Regions from separate parts of the Mus musculus genome. Here region 1 is linked to region 2. A link is a contact called in public HiChIP or PLAC-seq data. All regions are on one chromosome and are shown on one strand. The core of a region is the stretch at or near the end of the contact, and the rest is flanking DNA. Distances in the headings are between cores, read along the strand shown. Region 1 overlaps Pcsk6 (proprotein convertase subtilisin/kexin type 6). Region 2 overlaps Pcsk6 (proprotein convertase subtilisin/kexin type 6).

Region 1 (6,324 bases), core at 3,659-6,158, 64 kb after region 2:
CATGGGACCAAGCCTTTAACCCATGAGATTGGGGCAGGCAGGGTGTCGAACGTCCAGACTCCAGCAGTATGCTAGTATGCCGTGGGTGGGTTCCTCTCTCTCAGGGCGGTGCAGGGCTGCATGACGCTGTGTGCCACATGCCAGATGCTGGACTCCCAGGCTCCCCGGACTGCTTCCTGCCTCACGTCCCAAGGTGCCCTTCTGTCAGGCAGTAGGGAGGCCTGGGGCACAGGGCCCGCTTCCCGGTCACACATCAAGGGCTGGAGAAGCGTGATCTATAGTCCATGCAGTGACCCTTGAAGGGCAGAAACAAATCCCATTGTGTGACCTGATAGCAGGCTCAGCCTTGGGGCTGCTAGACCTCCAGCGAATGACAGATGACTCCTTCCCAAAGGGTCTAGCATACAGGCTCTTGACTATGTTTAAAGATTTTTAAAGTTTGCTACAAATTTGAATAGATGATTCCAAGTCCCCCTGTGGCATCTAATCACAGATGTACGGTGTAGAGCCCATGTTTCCATATCCACTAGAGGGAACGACCCAGGGTGGCACATCAGAAAATAGACTTGTTCCTGGGGAAAGCCATTTGTTTCTCTGTTCATTTCCTCATTGCCCCCAGCCTCTGCTGAGCATTCAAAAAGGTATCCTTTCTCAGCTCCTGATAAACAGCTGTGGAAATGACAGAGGTTTGTTCAGGCTAGCAAGCTTGTCAGGACACAGGGAACCAAGGCAAAAGAGCAAGGTTTTCTTTGTATTGTATTGGTGAGGCAGGCATTGACACCACGGCACCTGTATGTGCCAAGTGACATGCCTTTAGTCACAGGAGGCACAGAACTGAGGCAGGTCTATGAACAGCAGTAACAAGTGCCAAGATGCCCAGAGCCATGGACACTGGCAGCAGGTGCTGCTACTCTAACTGGGTATCTATTGGAGGCATCCTAGAAGGGACATTCGGGGAACCAATGTTTGCCATCTCCAGCCGGCAGAGAGGATGGGGCAAAGCCTCATTGAATACATATGTTGGAAAAAGGGGAAGGGGGCTTTGCTGGCATCTCAGCTATAGGAAGGGATAGCTGACCTTGGCTGTAGAAATGAGTGGTACACAGGATTCATTAATAATTGCTGGACGGTGACCTCACTTTCTTTGTTTCTGTTTTCCTCTGCTTCAGACATGGCACTCGCTGTGCGGGTGAAGTCGCTGCCTCGGCCAACAACTCCTACTGCATCGTGGGCATCGCATATAATGCAAAGATAGGAGGTAAGGTGAGACACAGAGCTGGGAGCCTCATGTCCTAGACCTAATCTGAAGCAGCAAGGCCAGCTGTGCCACAGCCTAGGGAGTCAGCCAAATTGGGGGGGCAGGGGCTTGAGGTAGGACTTGCTTGAGTGAGCAGATAGACCCCACTGTTTTTGGTTGTTCAAGCTTCACTCCTCCAGATCCCTGATCTGGCAGCTTCTGATATCCACTAGAGATGTAGATTCCTTGCTTCACCCCAGACCCACCAACCAGATTTGCCGATTCCCGGGGAGTTTTTCTGGAAAGGGTCATTTGAGAGCATCTGAGACTCTCTGGGATCAGGCAGGTAGATGAGAGCAGTGGAAGCAATGCTTACAAAGAACCACCCAGAGGAGCTGCACAAGTCCAGCTTGCTGTCCTCGGATGGTTCTCCTCTGTCCTCACTGCCAAATTGTGGCTCTGAGCTTCCCAGCGTCTGGAGAGCAAGTACCTCCAGAGTAGGGCCAGGAGCAAGAATGTTTTAAAAATTAATGCTTCGAACATCTTCAAGCACATACTGCATGCATAACTCTGGGCAGCCACTGAGGGGGAGAAGAAGATGCCAGACATAATTAGGAGCCTCCAGGAGCTCAGCATGCCTTTGGGGTGAATAGTACTGCAAAGAGGTCAGTACAGGACCAGGTACTGAAATGAGACAGGCAGACGGAACTTGGAAGGGTACAGGCAAGAGGCTTGGCTGGAGCCTGACCTGGAGGCTTGGCTGCAAACAGGGCATTCCAAGGAGGCAATGTGGAGCTGGGAGGACCTATACTACTTAGGGACAGGACAAGGAGGGGCCTGGACACAGGGAGATACGTGTGAGCTTGTGTTATCCTTAAGCCAAGGAGCACATGTCCGCCAAAGCCTCCAAAGCTGCCATACATACCTCCAGTTCTACAAATATGGCCACCTCTTCCTCCTCCCCCTCTCCTGACACCTGCCATCAGACAGGGTAATTTTGGAGCGCCCCAGACAGAGGGCAGCCACCCTCTCTCTGAGTTTTCATGCATGAGGCAGGGAATTTCTCTGTAGTGCCTCTGGGCTGATCATAGGGCTAGACCTTTTTATGTCTATTTTTCTTCCCCCCAGTCATTGCTTAGAAGAGTAAAATGTGTATCTTAACCTGCCTCAGTCTGTCTGGAATAAGTCATAATAAATCATGTGTAAAGTATGAATCGAAACAGGTTATTTCAGTTCACACCCTGTGCTTTGTGCTGGAGATTTCATGTATTTGATATGTGTGCACTGCTATTCTTCCATTCCTTCTGAGTTTTTATTTTGACACACATCTGGCTATGTAGCCCAGGCTGACCTTGAACTCACAGCAACCCATCCACCCCTCCCCCCCTCCCCCCGCCATACTGAGATGGCAGCTGTGTATAACCTGACTCCATTATTTCTCTTACTCTTGTTTTGAATACTCAAGTCAGCTCATAGAAAGATATACCTGCCTATATATGGAATATTTCTTGACCTTGGAACCTGAATAATTTATTTTTGAGATAGCCTAAACTGGCCTGGAGCTCTGTATGTAATCCAGGCTGGCTTCGAACTCTGGGCCATTATCCTATTATCCTGGCTCAGCTTTCCAAAACTAAACTCAATGTACCCAGAGAATTTCTCATTTAATTTTTTTTTTTAAAGTCCAGGTATTGTGGTGAGAAATTCTCCTAGAATTTATTTGAAAGTGCCTTTAAAAAAAAAACTAATTAATTAATTTAGTATGGGGTTGTATGCCCATGCGTACAGAGGTCAGAGGAAAACCTGGGGGAGCGCCGCTTGCTTCCCGCCCTATGAGTCCCAGGAATTGAGATTGAATTCCTGGCTCTGAACTGATCTTTGTTGTCATGGTGGAAAGAGGTTGTGCTGAGCAGGATTCTAGCCTGCCACTTTGAATGCTTTAAAGATGTCGTTCTCCTGTCTCCTGCTCATGGCTCCCTCTGAGGGTGAGCCAGGTGCCATCCTGGCTGCCATCTTGTGCTGTGTGCTCTCTTCTGTGGAAGCTTGATGATGCTTTTTAAACTATTACATTTTTGCAATTATCCTGGCCTTTTGTGCCATTTTCTCTCTATTATTCCTGATTGGAGTTTGCAGATTCTCAGAGAGTTCATATTGGCTCTCTCTTTAGACCAGTGCCTTTCAAGCTTCCTAATGCGGCAGCCCTTTACTACATATAGTTCCTCATCCCCAAACCATAAAATTATTCCATTGCTACTTCATAACTGTAATTTTGCTACTGTTAAGAGTTGCAATGTAAATATCTGCTATGCAGGACCTGTGAAAGGGTCATTTGATCCCAAAGGGGTTGTGACCCACAGGTTGGGAACTGCACACACACACACACACACACACACCTTGTCTTAGTTAGTTACTGCTGTGAACAGACACCATGACCAAGGCAAGTCTTATAAAAAACAACATTTAATTGGGGCTGGCTTACAGGTTCAGAGGTTCAGTCCATTATCATCAAGGTGGGAGCATGGCAGCATCCAGGCAGGCATGGCACAGGAGGAGCTGAGAGTTTTATGTCTTCATCCAAAGGCTGCTAGTGGAAGACTGACTTCCAGGCAACTAAGGTGAGGATCTTATGTCCACACCCACAGTGACACACCCATTCCAACCAGGTCGCACCTATTCCAACAAGGCCACACCTCCAGATGGTGCTACTCCCTGGTCCAAGGATATACAAACCATTACACACCTCATAGCTCACTGAGGTGCCTTCCTGTATTAAAATCTGCTTCTCTGTTTGCTTTGAGTTAGACGGTTCTTGTTATGCCTCCTTTTTACTGCATCTGGTCTATTCTTAATCCCATGGTATTAAAAGTGTTGGCTATTGTATTTTTCTGCCTTAAGTTTTCAGTTTGCTTTATCTTATTTGTAACCATCTCTAAATCTTCCCTGAGGCTCCCATAACTTCATTGTGTAAGTATCTTTTATCATAAACACCCCTGCGTGGTAGTCAGTTACTGCAGAGTCTTTTGTACAAAGTCCAGTAGCCCAGTCATTTTTATGTCCCTAATGATTAATTCTGCTCTTTACAGTGGCTCACATATTCTTCTACTTTGCATGTCTAGTTATTTTTATTGTATCATTATATAGTAAAATTTATTATATAATAAAAATAATCTATACTATAGAATTTGGAGCCTGTTGATTTTTTTTTCTGGATGCTGTAAAATGTTGTTATAGCAATAATATACATTTGAATTTTGAAAGACTCATTCATCATTTCACAGACTTCTTTGCCAGGAACATAGCTTTTGCTCTTGTAGCAAAACTTTTGGTATTTCAGTGGAAACCTGCAGTCCTGGGGTGCAGAGTGCTCGAGACATCTGCTTGGCATGTTCAGGCTTGTGCCTGATGTCTTCCTCCTAGATTTTTTTAAAAAGAACATTGCCTAGACACATGTTCAGGGCTCTGTCAGAGGAGTGAGTGAACACTATGCCTTTCCTGGACCCTCTCTCAGATTCTTCTCTCAGCTTCTTGAAATCTGTGTCCTGTCACAATTGACTTCAACAGAGAGCCTGTCTCAGAAATCCATCTAAACGTGGAAACCCAAGATAATGCTTTCCTTTAAACCAGTAAATTCCTATCTATCTCTGCCCTCTTCTGGTTGCTTTCTGATGCCCTTAAAAATGTATGTTTCCCAGGGTCTGTAATTATTATCTGTGAAGAGGTGGCCTGCTGTGAGCTCCTCTACCCTTACTGAAACTACAACTTAGAATTCATTCATACACACATACATATATACACACATATATGCATATATACATATATGATATGTGTATATATATATGTGTGTGTGTGTATATTATATTTTTTAAACTAGTAGAGTTCACATTTGTTAGCCTTTGCCACATGACAACCATCCCAAACTAAGATTTCTCAAGCAACAACCATGTCTCATTTAGCAGAACATGGCTACACCAAGTGGTTCAGGCTCAGTCACTCTTCAAGGTGAAGTTAGGTAGTTGGCTGTTTGAGATCTGACCACTTTCCTTGGGATCCTCTCTCAAGAAGGGCTGCATATGACTGCTGGTGAGAGTCCTTAACTCCTTGGCAGCTGTGGGTTGGGGCACTGGTTTCTCAAAATACCTATCTTTCTTCATGATGGCTTGAGTGTCCCTATAGCATGGGAACTAATTCCCCCAAGTGCCATGATTCAAGAGAGAAATAACCATCTTGCCACAGTGTCTTTTTTTTTTAAACTTTTATTGATTCTTTGTGAGTTTTACATCATGAGGTTTCAATATCTTTTATGATCTAGTCCCAGAGGCTACATACCATCTCTGCAGCCATATTCTGCTATTAGAAGTGCATCACTACATCCCCCAAAAGATAGGAATTTGGTTGCACCTTTTGAAGAGAAAAATGACATAGTTTAAAATCACCACAGATGGGCTTCTAAAAACAAAAACAAGAAAAGCCTACCTGTTTAATCAAAGGTAGTAAATTTTAACAACTTTCTTTGTTAAAACTGTAAGATTTTTGCAAGTTTTAGCACATAAAAATAACTAAAGGAAATAGTGGATTTATCCAAATTATCTTAGGAAACAAATTCTCCCTGTCACCAGCAGCACCCTGGCCATACTGGCATTAGGTCTCCCACCTATGTTCAGGATAGATTAATATGCCAAGGACCAACAGAGACGTTATTTTCAGAGTGGGGAGTCCATGGTACATTTAATCAGCAGTCTCTGATGTATTTCATTTCCGAAGATTTTAATTTTTTATTAAGGTCTTGAGGTACACATAGATTACTTGTGTTCTTTTTCTGAGTGTAACATTTCAATAAAAACCTGATGAAATTTTTATAATGCCAAATTTGTTTATCCTCCTTTTATGATGCTGGAGTTTGGGATCTAGCTTAAGAAAAGCCCATGAAAAATAAAATTGTTTCTCTTGTGTTTCCTCTGGAAAAGTAGTTTTAGGACAATAATTTATCCAAGAGCTTTAATGGAGTTATCTTTTATGTGGGCCTCCTGATTCCTATGGAATGTTTTTTTTTTTTCTGTGAATATTGAGTAGGATGGAGAACCTGCCCC
Region 2 (5,949 bases), core at 1,387-3,886:
CTTGTTCTCACAAGAAGAGCCAGCTGAGGTCTGTCTGTCTGTCTGTCTGTCTTTCTTTCTTTCTTTCTTTCTTTTTCTTTTCTTTTCTTCTGGTTTTTTTTTTTGTTGTTGTTTGTTTTGTTTTGTTTTGTTTTCGAGACAGGGTTTCTCTGTATAGCCTTGGCTGTCCTGGAACTCACTCTGTAGACCAGGCTGACCTCAAACTCAAAACTCCGTTTGCCTCTGCCTCTCAAGTGCTGTAATTAAAGGTGTGCCCCACCACTTCCCAGCACCAGCTGAGGTCTTAACCAGGTGTTAGAATAGTGAGCTAGAACTCGTTCCAGCTGAGGCACCAGGGCCCGATGGGGACAAGGGAAATCCAAAGTGCCAATCATTTGTGACATAGTTCTTAAGGACTCCTTTTTTTGGTCAGAGGCTGTCTTGCTGTTATGCACAGCTGGCCGGGGAGAGGTCCTGGATGTGCACTGGGGACACAGACAAGATTGGCATTTTGAGTCTTGTGTCGAACCGTCTCGGTGGGCACCTGTACTCAGACAGTCAAAGTGGACAGGGTGTTGAATGACTAGCTTGCCCTTCTGACTCACTGGGACTGAGGTGGAGAGCAGTGGCCAGAGCTGATCTGGCTAGAGCGTGTGGAACGGGAAGACCTCGAATGGCCGTGTCCAAAGGCAGGCCGTGTCCAAAGGCAGACATGGAACGAGGCCTGAACGGTTAGCCAGCTGACCAGCCCTCTGGAACTGTTCAAGTGTTTCCCGGACAGGCGTCGGGAGCACATCAGAAACACAGCAGTAGACCCGGGACAAGGGAGCCTGCAGACACTGAGACCTCAGTGTGCCTTGCATGTTGGGTGGCCATAGCGGGCCACACAGCGGCTGGTCAGAGACTCTTTTTCAATGTCTAGCAATCCCCTGCTGTCCTGGGAAGCTTGTTTGGGCCTTGGAGCCTCTGCACAGACTTTTTTGTTTAAACTAATTTTTGAGCCCTCAGCCTAGCCCAAGTCCTCCCAGAACCCGCACACAGAAGAACTTCCGTGCGTCTGTTCCCACTGCCTGTCTTCCTTCTGGCTGTCAGTGCTGTGCCCTTGGGTAAGGAGAAGCCCTGGCATGTCCTCACGCTGGCTGATGTTTCTTGTGTGGGTGCCTGTGGGACATAACTTTAGGGGACCTCACGCCAGCTCTCGGTAAGGAGATGTCACTTGCTGGCCTTGAGGTATTTGGTTCAATTAGAGTCTGACAAACCCTTGATTGACAGACCCAGGACCAAACCCATGCTCAGTGGCTGACTTTCCACTTTCGTCACCTTTGGCAGGTGACCCTGTCCCTGCTTCTCTGTCAAGGGCAAGTCACCCTCTCACTGAAAGCCTTCCTGTTCCTGATGAAATAAACAATTGATTGGCTAATGAAGCCACACCTGGCTCTCCCTTACCACATACACACTGTGCTTTGTGGCATGTTGTCCTCTCTAGGACAGTGGGCTCCTCCATAGCATTGAGACGAACATCTCTCTCTATGTATTTTTTAAAAAGCTAAACTTAGCCCCTCCAGCCCTAAGGTGCTACACCTAGACACTAACTGTACGTTATCACCTGGACACACTTAGCTGTAAAACTCACCCTCTTGTGTGCCCGTTTCATACAGGAACCACCCACTCCGGTGCCTGAACTAGAAGCCTGGGAGCTGCCTCTGGCTCCAGTTGTTTATAGCAGTTCTCTAACCAGCCCCATATCATCGCCAACTGACTGGCTCTGAGGTTCCCCTGTTCCTCCTGCCACTGTGCAGCACAGGCCAGGTCCCCCCAGGTCCCTTGCCTGCCACCAGGCTACTGCAGTGTCTCTGCCCCCCATCACCTTGCACCCCAGTTGCAGCTGTACACCTCCAAACCTCTTTCTTCATTCTCATGCTTCCCCCGGGCTTCCTTATATTACCCTGGTCAGCCTAGAGTGGACCTCATCTTATCCTGGCCATCCCTCATCTTTCTCAGCTTGGCTCCGCTGTCAGCAGCCCTCCCTTGAGTGCCCCAGCCCAGAGAACATATCTGTCTCCTGGACTCCTTGTCACTGTCATCGTCTCTGATATTTATGGCCTGCTGGCTTGTCTGCCACTTAGACTCCGGGTTCTCTGGTCAGTCTGGAGTGGGTCCCCTGGCTGTTTTTCCTCCGAGGTCAGTTTGGAATCTATGGCTGAGAAGCCTCACCCGGGCAGAGAATGGATGTGTGCTCATTTAAGCGAGTTCTTGTACAGGTTGTGAGCCTTCCAGGCTGGAGGAGGTCAGGCCCTAGCCCTTATGTTATTGAACATCTCTCCCCACTGCTTTTTAAATTTTAATCCCTTGTTTTTCAAATTCACTAAGCCCTGTGTGCATATGCATGAGGACATCCTCCTGTGGCAGTGCCCTTTGCTTCTGGGTCAGGTCAGCTCCACACTGAGCTGAGAGCCCTGTGTGCCCTGGCAGTGCCTGGGGTCCTGCCATGCCTCCCTCCCATCTCGTCATTCCATGGAATCCTGCATCTTCCTGGTGTACTAGTGCCTCTGCTTTGAGGATTCTGAAGACAGTGACGGGTGCAAGGCCTCTGTCTGGTCCTGCAGGGAACCAGGATGAATAGCCATCAGCTGTTGGGAGCCTCACACTCCGTGGGATGGGATCAGCAGCCTTGGGTTCCCATAGTAACCAGTCCATCAATGCCCCCAGTGTCGAGATGGTGGCACCGCAGAGGGGAAGAAATAGTCTCATTGTCTCCCCTTTGGCCGCTTGGGCACAAACAAGCCGCACCCCGCAGGGCCCTGCAGTGCGCTGAGGTCCAGCCAGATTTGCTGCCCTGCCGTGGTGTGCTACACATGTCCCCTCCTGAACTGGGCCAGGAAGGGACCATCACTGTCAGTCTTGGACCCTCATGGGGACTCTTAAATTTCTGCCACTGGCCATCAGCAGCAGTCACAGAACCCTTGTCCACTAGGGCCAACTTCTCAATAGCTAGCCAGGCCACCCCTGCCACAGGATAAACAAATCCCCTGTGTTTCTGAAGGAACCTGCATTTCCAAACTTTCCCCGGTTGGTTTCCAGTCATCGTCGTGGTGAGGTTACCAGCAGTGTGTGTGTGTGTGTGTGTGTGTGTGTGTGTGTGTGTGTTTAGGGCACTACTGTGTAATTCAGGGCCCTTTCCAGAGCTCCCTGGGGTTCCCTACATCCCAAGCTTCTTTGTCCACCTTGTTTCTTTCCCCATCCATCGGGGCAGAAACCAGGGTATCTCCTTGGGTTTTTCTCTTCCCCAGTGTTGGCAGCCACTAGGGACAATCCCTGCCAGCCTGCCTCCAGTTGCCTCTCCCTTAAACCCTTCCCCCAAGCCAGGAGCCACAGCTCAGGCCAGCCCCATGCTTAAGCTCTGCTGACATCCATATCTGCCTGGTTGCCCTCCCTGACTCCCTTCTCAGCCTTCCCCTCCACCAACAACCAGAAGGTTCTTTAGAGCCACAAGCCTCACATTCTCCCTTCCCCATTTTCAAAGCATCAGAGGCTCGCATGTAGTGTGGCACACAGCCCAGTGTGGGGCCCCATCTGCCTCCTGCGTATCCCCGAGCCTAGCTCCTCGCTCCAGCGGTGCCATAACTCTGATGTTCTGGAAGTGTTACCCTAGTTCTTTCTGTACCTCTGCTGTTTGTTATTGTTCACAATCTCTCTCTATGTGATCTACCCAGAGAGCTTCATCAACCGGTCTACTGCCATCAGGGTTGAGCACTGTCCACCCAGAACTCCATGAAGTCCATCTTCTCCCTGGATGACAGCATGGTGTAGTAGTATCTTAATCATGCCTATGCCTCCTCAGGACTTAGCCTGCTTCCTGGCACATAGAAGGAAGGCTCAGTAAACATGAAACAATTCCAGGATCGGTGGTTTCTTGATTCTACTCACCGGGTTAATGATCCCAAGGGTGTGAGTGAGGGAAAATGCCAACTTTATTGTCACAGCTTCTAGTGACTTCCAGGTTTGTAAGTGTCAAGGATGTGTACAGGTTGCTACCCAGTGACATCTCTTGGTACCTTGGTTGGGTGGCTTCTTGTTCTCCAGGACTGGGTCTTGCGCCACAAGTTCAGGGTTACCTGCACGAACTTAAAAATCAAAGCCAAAGGACAGAGCTGATATATCTGGTAGTATCCAGAGCCCACGTCTTAAAGTAAGTGTGAACCCAGCCGGGCGTGGTGGTGCACGCCTTTAATCCCAGCACTCGGGAGGCAGAGGCAGGTGGATTTCTGAGTTCAAGGCCAGCCTGGTCTACAAAGTGAGTTCCAGGACAGCCAGGGCTACACAGAGAAACCCTGTCTCGAACCCCCCCCCCAAAAAAAAAAAAAGTAAGCGTGAACCCTTTGCTCCTAAGTGGACAAAGAACCGAAAGAATGCAGCGAGTGGAGGTAGAAGGAGTAACGGAAGGCAGGAAGGATGGCAGAGAAAGAGTTTGGCCTGCTCTAAGCCTCAGTGAGAGTCTTTAAGACTTTAGTGAAAGTCTTAGACTTTGAAGAGACAGTTTGGATCCTGATCTCTCTGTGTCTCAGGTGTGACTGTTTTTAATTGTATGGCAACTTAGTCAGTGGATGCCACTCCCACCATGACTGTCCATGACATCCAGCGTTTAGCTGGTCCTAGATTCCTGGCGTTGGCTTCACTAGACAGATGAGCCAATTGACCTCCGGAGAGGTTGAGTAAGTAACTACATCTTGGTGCCTGCCAGCTCAACAGCTTGGCAGCCTGATGTGTAGGCCCTACCCTGGCAGTGCCAGCCTTGTTAGGAAAGGTACAAAGAGAATATATGAGCCAGTGGGGGCTTGAGTCAAGTTTTCCAACCAGCTGAGAGCAGAGGGTTGCAGTCCAGGCAGGAGAGTTCGGGAGGAAGGGCGGTGCCCTGGGAAGGTGCCTTTGTGGCCCTGCTAAGTGAGGGTGCCTTGTACTTGGGATCCTCCCTTCTTATCAGGCCTCTGGCCTAGAGCTTGCATCAAAGGCTTATCTATGCAGGAATGAAGGCAGACCAGCACTGCCTAGGATCAAACCCCTGGGCCTTACACATGCTAAGCAAGCACTCTACCACTGAGCCACACCCCAGCCCCTGAACCGCAGTTTTTACCTTGGATTCAAGGATTTCAAGGGCAGAGAAGGTTTCTTGTAGGCTCTCTCCAGCCTAATGTATATCCTTCTCAGCCTATTGTATACCCTCCCCAGACTAGTATACACCCTCTCCAGCCTATTGTATATCCTCCTCAGCCTAGTAACGTATATCCTTTCTAACCTAGTGTATACCCTTTCTAGCCTAGTGTATACCCTCCCCAGCCTAGTGTATACCTTTTCTAACAGTGTATACCCTCTGCAGCCTAGCTTATCCCACTGTATTCCCACCAAGATGGCACTATGTATCAGAGTCAGAAAGTAGAACCTAGTGAGAGGTGAAGATAAGCCTTCCAGGGCTACTCTGAGGGTGACACACCTTACAAAGCCTTGTTTGTAGTCCTGATCTGTTGCAGAAATCCAATGCAGTCCATAAAATAAACATTTAAATACAGGAAACGATTGAACCTAGAAAACTACAGTAAGCATCCAGATTTCTACTCTCCAGAGATGATGACAGTTCATAGTTGGACCAAATTCTTTTGCCTTCTTTAATTTTTGCGTGTGGTATGTGTGTGGATACGGATGTGCGTGCCGTGGGGCATGTGAGGTCAGAGGTCAACCTCAGCTGCCGGGTTTTCCACTTCCACCGTGTTTGAGGCTGGATCTCCTGTTCTCCATTATGAATGCCAGAATAGCTGGCTAGTGAACATTCAGAATTGTCCTATCTCCAACCCCCATCTCTCTGTAGCAGTGCTGATACTAAGATGTGTGCTACCGTGTCCAGCCTTAGGCGGGTTCTGAGCAACCAAACTCATCCCCACATTTATACAGCAACTGCTTTACTGTTGAGCCATCTTC

Evidence for each region. HiChIP or PLAC-seq counts read pairs in DNA pulled down with a chosen protein or histone mark.
Region 1: a contact with region 2 is called in an H3K27ac HiChIP or PLAC-seq map of neural progenitor cells, with 3 times the contacts expected there. The contact joins two enhancer-like sites. A contact is called at or near these places in 4 of 39 promoter capture datasets (frontonasal cranial neural crest, liver and pre-B cells), 10 of 484 Hi-C or Micro-C datasets (the HPC-7 cell line, Sertoli cells, astrocytes and 6 more), 5 of 115 datasets of contacts at active chromatin or transcription factors (double positive thymocytes, embryonic stem cells, fibro-adipogenic progenitors and 1 more) and 3 of 9 other capture datasets (adipose tissue, embryonic stem cells and pancreatic islet).

What each region holds. Positions count from the first base shown.
Region 1 is chr7:65,930,508-65,936,831 of GRCm38.p6, forward strand. It overlaps Pcsk6 (proprotein convertase subtilisin/kexin type 6), which reads left to right. Exons shown (of 22, transcript NM_011048.1): 6 at 1,170-1,258. Gm51486 (a long non-coding RNA gene) reads right to left here and starts at 197. Exons shown (of 3, transcript XR_003946790.1): 1 at 1-197. Within about 2 kb of position 4,909, at least 9 of the 459 cell types and tissues checked have an H3K27ac peak or open chromatin away from gene starts, as enhancers often do. A contact at or near this core is called in neural progenitor cells, where this site is marked.
Region 2 is chr7:65,868,690-65,874,638 of GRCm38.p6, forward strand. The region is part of intron 1 of Pcsk6 (proprotein convertase subtilisin/kexin type 6); the gene reads left to right. Among named protein-coding and RNA genes, the nearest start is that of Pcsk6, 9.5 kb to the left of the region's middle. Within about 2 kb of position 2,637, at least 65 of the 459 cell types and tissues checked have an H3K27ac peak or open chromatin away from gene starts, as enhancers often do. A contact at or near this core is called in neural progenitor cells, where this site is marked.